Regions from separate parts of the Zea mays genome. Here all the other regions are linked to region 2. Evidence: chromatin contacts called from public Hi-C data. All regions are on one chromosome and are shown on one strand. The core of a region is the stretch at or near the end of the contact, and the rest is flanking DNA. Distances in the headings are between cores, read along the strand shown. Region 1 holds the start of LOC103649602 (RNA binding (RRM/RBD/RNP motifs) family protein). Region 2 holds the start of LOC103649600 (gibberellin 2-beta-dioxygenase 3). Region 3 holds the start of LOC100272783.

Region 1 (3,234 bases), core at 304-2,803, 140 kb after region 2:
AAGGCGATGCTGCGTCTCGGCCTCTCGGGAGACCGATGCGAGGGGCCGCTTGCAGGGAGAGGTGGAGGGGGCCGCTAGGCAGGGAGAGCTGCAGAGAAAGACTCGAACTCTAGGCTGGGCCAGGGCCAGAGGCGTGCTGGGCATTCGACACGGGCCGCACCAAATAACATAGCCCACGCCGACCAAGCTGCACCAAATAACACGTGACCATGACTTGCAAATTTTAGTACCATACTGGCCAGCCAACAATTGTGGTACCGGCTTATAAGCTGTGCTGCTTCAGAGAAAGTAATTCTGCTTAAGTGCACTTGACGGTCTCTACTTCTAACATTTTTTGCGCGAGAGGACACGGAGCTGCAACGAAAAAATAACTGTCACGTGTGCCCATATGGTAGGGCATGCGGTGTGCAGAACATGGGAATGGAATAACTGTCACGTGGGATGGGTTTGCACGATGGGAATGGGTTTAGCCTAGCCGCGACGGGAAAAAAGAGACAGAGGCTGTCACGTGGGCCCACATGTGCAGGGCGTGTGTTGAGTGTGCAGATGGGAATGGGTTTCATGACGAAAATGGCAGAACACGGAAATGGCAGAACATGGGAATGGCAGACTACTCTTAGAGCCTTAATAAGTAGTAGAGATAGCATAAGTATAGTGTATATTTTTTTCATATAATTTAGAATAATACACAAATACATTACATATATAAATATATTAATTTAATTAATTTGTGTCTAAACGGGCCTTACTGCACTGATATGCCATCGTAGAGAAGCAGCCAAAGCCAAGCACAGCATAAATGGGAACAGGCTGCCAGAGCCCTTCTCTGCTATTCCGGTTCCAAACGCAAGCTGTGCGATCGAGACCACGAGGACGCCTTCTGCAAGGCTGCTGCATCCTGAAAGTATGCTGCTGATCAGAGTGCAAATCTCCCCCATCAATCCCGCTGTGCACGGGCCCGCCCCCGTATTAAACCCTCCAGTCTACGACTACGAGTCCAACACCCCGATCCGGGCCCACACCAAAGAGTGCCGCCGCGGCTGCGACCGCGAGCCGTCACTTTCCCCACCCCACCGCGTTATCCTATCCCCAGTATAGTTCAATGGAAGCCAGCCCACTGGCCCCAGTTGGCGGTTGCGTCTACGCACCCGAGCCCTCCCTCCCACTGACACAACCGGCCCCGGTTTCCAGTGGTTAGTAACCCCCATCCACGCCGCTTGCGTGCGGGTCTCTCACTTCCGAACGTGGATGCGATGCGCCCCGGAAAGGACGGGCCATCCCCTGTGGGCCACGCGTGTACGTACGAGCAGTCGGCCTCCCCGCGACCGACATGTGGTCCCTCCAGCCGACGGGCCCCACGCCCGCGCGAGGAGGGCATGAAGCAATGCGCATCGCCCAAAAGTACGCGGCCGCGTCAGATCATCTGAGAGCATCAAGAAAGGACCTGACGAACCGCACCTGCCCGGGCACCGACTAGCCCGAGCCACCGCGAGCTTGCCCCCACGCATATCCTAGACCCACGTGTCGGCGTGCCAGCGCGGGGGGCCGCGTATCTCGCTCCGTGAGCGCGGGTCCGGCCGGGGTGGTGAGTCGTGGTGCCAATTATTAAAGACTTCGCTTCGACTCGGGGGGAAAAACAAAAAGTCCAGGACGCCAAGGCTCTCTCCTCTCAGTTTTTATTGGGTGAAGAGGGGCCGGAGCGGCGGAGGGGGATAGGGGGGCCGGAGCCGAGCGGCGGAGTTTCTGGAGGTAGACGACGCAGGAGCTCGAAACCCTAATCCTGAGGCTGCCCGCGGCGGCGATCGCCTCCTCTTCCTTGGACGTGAGTTCCCTCCACCCGCTCCGATCGCAAACCGCCCCCGTTTCGCCTCGCGCTAGGGCCTAGGGCTTTCCGGTCCTGGCAATGTAGGGCTCCGGGGGGCATTTGGCCGCGGTTTTACGGTGTTTCGGTGCGTTTCATCGGCGGCCTCGCTGTTTTCCAGCACCGCGTGGTGGCTGATTGCTATAACCTCTAGGGCTTTGTTGTGGCGGGCAGGGGTTTTGGTGATTATTTTTTTGTGTGCGAGGTTTGGGTTTTCAGTTTTCACCCCACCGCTTGGCCGTGGCCGCGATCACTCCTGCGGACTTGATGGCGGTGGAATGCTTTGGCGGCTACTCCCTTTTCTGGTGTTTATTTCACTATTTAGGGCTAGTACGGGAGTCGGCTTTGGCTGCAATATCTGCGAATTTATTAGGCTTGTCTGTTGTTAATCAGCTATTGTTTTGTTTTGTCTGCAAATTGATGCTTCTCAGTGAGAATGTCTCGGTTGTCTTGAGTTTTGGTATTTTAGTGAGAGGTTTTCGTGGGATTGGTAACTGCTATTCCTTTTTACTATCTGATAAGTCTGTGACTCGGCCACTCGGGGGTATTGAAGAGTAATTTAATTTGAGTGTAAGATTACTTGTTTTTTGTCATTACTTAACTCGCATTACGGTCTGGTTAAGAGATCGTTACTAGGTTTTAGAGCTTCAGACCTCCAGTTTAGGTGTACTTTTGCTGCATGCACCTCTCAGAGTTCAGGATTTGCATGTGGACCCCTGATTTTGTTGAGGGCTCGATGGTAGATAAGCATGCGTCATTTTTTTAGTCAACGCAGCCTACAAAGTTCTGGAACTTAATGTGCTGTGTAGGAGATTCTGTGAGCGGGAAAGTACAACACACAACTAGCGCATTTGGATTATGGTTTGTACCCATGTGGCCATGTGCACTATGATGATGTAGCCTAGTGCATCTTCCGTTCAGGCTTCTGGAGCTCAGGAACTGATGCTGTACTGCCATTAATAGTCCGATCAACAAAATTCTATTGGTGCCAGCTAACAAATAGAAGCGTTCTGTGTGTACTGATTTTGGTACACAGTAGAAATTGCTCGTTTGATTTATTGATGGAATGTAGTGCAGAGATGATTTGGCGCAATATTTCCCTTGGCGTGATAATGATTACGTCAAGAATAGATACATGTGACATGTTGATTCTAACAGTACAACAACTTGTTAGTTTTCATAGTTGCTGACTAAGAGCATGTTTGGTTCGCTGCTTAACTTGCCACACTTTGCCTGACTTTTCTGTCTAAGGTTAGTTCTTCAATTCGGACGACTAACCTTAGGAGCAAACTGTGGCACAGTTAGCCACGAACCAAACAAGCCCTAAATATTTGCTTTCCTTTGAAGAAAACATCCCAGGCTTTGTACAAGCA
Region 2 (2,925 bases), core at 60-2,559:
TACGAAAGATGTTGCCTATAATAGCTCATATATAAAGGTCTGTTTGGTTATATTATGACTGTAAAAAAAATTGTTGTGGGGTGTGAGTTATTAAAAAGATAAAAACCGTTTGATACAAACCACTAAAAGCAGTTAAAAGTTCTTCGATATATGTTGTCACACCCATCTGAAAAGCCACTAAAAGCAGGTCTAGAGGTGTTTTTAGTTTTGCAGTGCGAGAAAGTCGGCTTTTAGAAGAAAAAAATGTTTCCTGGATCCAGCCCTTTGGTTTGGTTTTTGGCTTTTAGAGTGCAAAAGCTAAACCAAACACACCCTAATATAAGCTACTATAGATGTCCAACAAGTCTGAAGCTCGAAAGGCCGACCCCAAGCACGTTTTTTTTTGGCTCGGTACGAGCACGCCCCCGTCTGTTTAAAAACGGTCCAAGCCGACCCGATACGAATATGTATGCTAGGTCCGGACAGAGAATTAAGCACGTCGTGCTGGCCCGACACGGCCTATTTTTTACTGAGCTGTGCTTTTCGACCTGTTAAGCCCGCTTTTTTCGTGCTTCTGGGCCGGCCCGATCCGTTTAAGCCCGTAGCGTGTTAGACCCGTTCAGGGAAATAAGCTTGTGGGTCTACCAAACCTGGCCCGGTTTTCTAACGTGCCTGACGGGCCTGGCCTGAACTGAGTCGTGTTTCACCGGACCAGGCCAGACGCCGGTTTGAACATCACTACAAGCAACTCTAAAAGATGTTTGATGTGTAACTATTAGTCAGCTAACAATTATTAGCAGGTTTTTGTTATTTCTCCATATCTATTAGCTGCAATTATCTGACCTCGTCGAACTAGTAGGATAGTTATTATTATCTATGAGTCTAGCTAACGTGTTTGGATTGAAGACAGATAATTATTGCCAGATAACCAATATCTATTGGAGATCCAAACCGGGCCTAACCAACACACAAAAGCAACGAGAGAGTAAAGCTGTCTCTTCGGCAACGCCAACTTGCATACAAAAGATTGAGGTCCCAATCCTAAGGATCAATTATTGCAAATTTAACTGGAGTCATGGAATTTCTTGGAGGAAACCACAGATTGTTGGCAACAGCGGCAAGCAAAGGCTTACGGCCCTGATCTCGGCCAGTGATGCTTGATCAGACGGCTAGAATTACCAGATCGCGCTGTGCTAGGTCGCTGACGGTCTGTCTAGTCATCCACCGACTCCCCGCCCGCGCCACCACTGCTCGGCGTGTCTACTCACTCGGTCACTCCTATATAAGACGCTCGCTCGCGGCACTACTGCTCTCGCGCTCGCGCTCTGTGCACAGACGAGAGACGACCTTCCCTTCCCGTTCCTCTGTTTTTATCTCTGCTCCATTCCTCGATCGGCCATGGTGGTCCTCGCCAAGGGTGAGCTCGAGCAGATCGCGCTGCCTGCGGCGGCGCCGCCACGGGCCGACGTGCGGTCGGTGGACCTGTCGGCCCCGGCGGGCCCGGCGCGCGAGGCCGCGGCGCGCGCGCTGGTGGCGGCGTGCGAGGAGCACGGGTTCTTCCGGGTGACGGGCCACGGCGTGCCGGCCGAGCTCGTGCGCGCCGCGGAGGCCGCGGCGGCCGGGTTCTTCGCGCGGCCGCAGGGCGAGAAGGACGGGGAGGCCCCCACGCTCGGGTACGGCAGCAAGCGCATCGGCGGCAACGGCGACCTCGGCTGGGTCGAGTACCTCCTGCTCGGCGTCAACCCCGCCGTGCCCGCCGCCTCCGCGTCCTCCTCGACATTGCCGTTGCGGTGAGTCGTCGCCACTCGCAGCGGCGCAGAACGGTGCCGGCGTTCGGCGTTGCACCGGCATCGCTTCGCTGCTGTCTTGCATGTTTGCTCTCCCTTTCCTTCTCCTTTTGCTGCCAGCATTGCCTTTCCTCAGCTCCATGCTCTGCTCGTGCTTGCAATGTGTCACGTGGAGCAATAACACACGAAGCATACGCACGTGGTCGCAGCACAAACCCCAAGAAGAAGGATCCCGATTCCCAGCACGGTAGCAGCAGCAAGTTGATTGATAGATGATGAATTCTCCGTACGTAATAAATAAATAAAATCACACTAAAGTACTAAACTAGGTAGCTACTTCCAAGGAAAAAGAAAACAAAAAAGAAACGGTATCGTGTCCGTGGATAAGACTGCCCGTCGTGGCTGCCGGCTGCGTCACAGCCTGCGGCGGCCGAGGTACACGCCATTTGACCCACGCCGTCGACGTCGGCGCGCGCGCGACGTCGGTTGCGTCGCATGGTCTCCGTCGACGCGCCGGCGCCGCGCGCCCGTCCCACTAGATGATTGCGCGCGGGCGGCGGCGGGCGGAGGTCGATCGAATCGACACGAACGCAAGCGCGCCATGCATTCCCACCGTCGCGCGTCCCTATCGATGGAGACATCGCTACTTTTCGAAACAAAGAAACCCAGCCAGAAGAAAATAAATTCGCCTGACAACGTTTTCACGGACGCTCGCTGACGCAGGGGCCTTCTGGACGAGTACACGGTGGCGGTGCGGCGGATGGCGTGCGCGGTGCTGGAGCTGATGGCGGAGGGGCTGGGCATCGCCGGCGCCGGGGACGGGGACGGGGACACGGTGCTGGCGAGGCTGGTGGCGCGCGCGGACAGCGACTGCATGCTGCGGGTGAACCACTACCCGCCGCGGCCGGCGCTGAACTACCCCTGCCTCACGGGGTTCGGCGAGCACACCGACCCGCAGATCATCTCGGTGCTCCGCGCCAACGGCACGTCCGGCCTGGAGGTCGCGCTGCGGGACGGCGCCTGGGCCTCCGTCCCGCCCGACGGGGACGCCTTCTTCGTCAACGTCGGCGACACCCTGCAGGTACTATATCCTATAGGGACGCGTCTGCAGTGCATGCATGCACGGACGCTAGCTTCTTTTGTCCTCCCACACCGTGCG
Region 3 (2,979 bases), core at 249-2,748, 150 kb before region 2:
TTAGCGTTTTGGCGTTCTAAACTGTAAAATGCAGTGTTTTATGCATTTTAGACCATTAGCTACTTTTGGGCCCAGACTATTAGTTACTTTTGGAGTTCAATCCAGCTCATGGGTGAAGTTTTGGTAAGCCACTAACCTCTCTGTTTTGGTACTTAACTTCATATTATTGTCTGAAATTATGATGTATTGGTATTTTTCCTATGTTGTTTAAAACTACGTTTAAATAAAGTTTAAACGTTTAAAAGTCAAAATTTCACTCATGAGCGTTCCAACGTTTTATCGTTTTAATAACCTTGGTCACCGCCCATTCTGCAACGGCCCAGCCGGAGGTTGGCGCGCAGTACGTAACCAAGCAAGAAATTTGTCCTCGAGGGGGATCGAACCAAGGCCCTAGAGGTGCTACTCGGTAACCTTAACCATTACGCTATAGGCCCTTTCGCTTTTTTCCCATATAGAAAATAGAAGGCAAACTAAAATACACACCTTAACCACTAGATTTTAGGATTGTTTGGAAAGGGTGATTGTCTTAACACTCTTACCTGCTCTTCTTATGCCCTTTGTCAATCGTGGCGAACCTATGGGCAGCTATAGTTAGTGCACCCTCGGCCCGGCTCTTGACTGCCATCGGTAACTCAACATCTGTGAATGCCGTCAATATGACATCATCATCGCTCCATTCACTCTCGCTTGAATACTGAGGAACACCAAACTGCTCGTCCCCGTCATCGTGCACCAGCGAGAAATCCCCAGGATCCTGCACCAAATCACTGTCGAATATAAATCATAATACAAGCTACTACAAAGTGAAATATGGTTACTAAAAGTGGAGAGGCATCACAGTACATCATCAAATGCCGTGACAACTTGAATGGCATGACGCCTCCTTGAAGGTCTTGGCACGATGGTTCTTAATTGGGATACCTGCAGAAGATAGTGGCGACTGAGACTAATCACAGAACTTCGGCAGACTCCCGTCTGGCAAAACGAAAAGTTAATCATAGGGACAAACATTGGGTTAAAGTAAAATATACAGCCGATCAACTCATCATATCGTGAAGGGCTGAAGGCCCCAAATCGTACCCCACGCACAACGCCAGAAGCCTAGTAATGTTCATGCAGGTACCTACGTTGCTACAAAAGTACAAAACCACTGGCCATTCCGAGCGAATTTCCCGATAAAACGGCATCGAATCGAACTATGCGAAGTCGCGCAAAAATGCTGCTGGCACGTGAAACAGGGCATAAAATCGGAGATCACTCAGCTTCCCGCATTCACGCAAGCACCTCCATGAAAGCCAGGAAGGCGACAATCACGAGGAGAACTCTGCCGTGGGGAGGAAGAAGGTGGCGAGAGATCTGGGACTTCACCTGGTGCGCGGAGGGACGGCGGGAGTATAAAGAGGGAGTAGGCAGCCGCGGCGGCGGCGGCGGCAGCGGCGCGCGAAGAGGCCGCCGGAAGCGGTGAGGCGCCCGGTGCGCGGGAGATGCCATAGTTCGACAACTCGTCGGAGATCGGGAGGTATTTTTAGACGGCTACAGCGACGGCGAAGCCGATGATCGGTGGGTTCGAGGTGGGGGACCGTTGTGGACTCGGGTGCATAGACCGGTGACTCGGGCTGCCCTGTGTCTGTGTTCCTTTCTGGGTGGGTTCACAGTGTTTGGTGTGACTGTGTGAAACCTTCTTTTTTCAAAGTTAGAATTATTTGAATCGCATCGAGTCGAAATTCTTGAACGGGTGTCTTTTGACCGGCTCATCATCGGACGTAGAGATGGTGTACCCGATCCCCGATTCTTTAGGAGTGGGTATTTAGTTTATTAGGTTTGGTTATTTAAAATATCGGGTTCTAAAAATAGGATCGAATCTAAATAATTTTAGAAACCAAACCTGAATAGATTGATAATTTTGGTCCAGTCTATTCAGCCCACTAAATAGAAAAATGGCTAAACCATTAAAAACGAGGGGAAATAGTAAAAACTTTTATGCTAGGGTTAAAAAATTGAGTAGATGCTTGATTAACAGTAACATCATACAAAAATATTGAACATCTTGGATCACAAGTATAAGTGGAGTTTAACCCTCAAAAAGTGCTTATGTCCATTTTTTAGAAACAGACAACAACCATATTTTTCTTAGGATGGCTAAATAGTATAGCACCAGAGAAAAATTATAACAAGTCCTATTCGAGTGAAGAAATATAGGGCTACCTTCTGCATGAGAAAAATAGAGAAAACTTTAGAAAATCATATGAAACTCTCTCCAACTTTAGAAATGGCGGCTTTTGTGCCAAGAAGAAACTTAGAAAATATTCCAAATCCTAGATCATAAAAAGGGCCTACATTGGTCCTATTATGTCTATTTAAAAAAAAACACTTTTCTTGAAAGTTGAAACGATAAGCCCGTTCACTGGAGATGTTGAAATGGGTAAAGAAATACGAGCGAATATGTTTAAAGTTTTTTTATAAGGAAGACTTTATTAATTTCAAAAACATTACATCGAGAAAATACAAGTCTTTGCAACCTCTCCCAGCCTCTGTTAATGAAAGCACACAACTTTTAGAAGAACGATCACACACACTTACGTACACTCTAGTGACTATCAATCCGAAGACTAGACCGTCACCCATGATCCTGAGCAAAAAAGACCTTAACCACTTGCATCAAACGTTACGTAGCCTCCACCATAAAAAGACGAGAATCTGACTTTTACAGTACAGTCCACGTGCGAAGCTAATGGAAGATAGTATGGATAACCTGCAAAGGAGAATAATTTTTTTTTTCAAAAATTATGCCATTTCTGCTTAGCCAAATCACCCAACAAACAGTTGCGGCCCTAATAAGGATAAATCTCTAAGATCTTTTCCAAAACCCCTAAGCCAGCTCCCAAACATATTAGAAACACTAGAAGGCTTAGAAATGCCAAAAACTAAGCGAATTTAACTCCAAACCATGCGAGCAAAACGACAGTTAAAGAACAACCT

The links. Hi-C and Micro-C count contacts between places; a contact is called where the count stands out from the background.
Region 1: a Hi-C map of leaf mesophyll shows a contact between it and region 2, with 2.1 times the contacts expected there. The contact joins the promoter of LOC103649602 here to the promoter of LOC103649600 in region 2. A contact is called at or near these places in 5 of 25 Hi-C or Micro-C datasets (ear, leaf and leaf mesophyll).
Region 3: a Hi-C map of bundle sheath shows a contact between it and region 2, with 5 times the contacts expected there. The contact joins the promoter of LOC100272783 here to the promoter of LOC103649600 in region 2. A contact is called at or near these places in 4 of 25 Hi-C or Micro-C datasets (bundle sheath, endosperm and leaf).

The regions. Positions count from the first base shown.
Region 1 is chr3:4,207,984-4,211,217 of Zm-B73-REFERENCE-NAM-5.0, forward strand. LOC103649602 (RNA binding (RRM/RBD/RNP motifs) family protein) reads left to right here and starts at 1,554. Exons shown (of 11, transcript XM_008675339.4): 1 at 1,554-1,822.
Region 2 is chr3:4,069,155-4,072,079 of Zm-B73-REFERENCE-NAM-5.0, forward strand. LOC103649600 (gibberellin 2-beta-dioxygenase 3) reads left to right here and starts at 1,310. Exons shown (of 3, transcript XM_008675338.4): 1 at 1,310-1,769; 2 at 2,490-2,847. The coding sequence starts at 1,378.
Region 3 is chr3:3,914,659-3,917,637 of Zm-B73-REFERENCE-NAM-5.0, forward strand. It overlaps LOC100272783, which reads right to left and starts at 1,499. Exons shown (of 8, transcript NM_001147236.1): 1 at 1,369-1,499; 2 at 844-921; 3 at 540-754.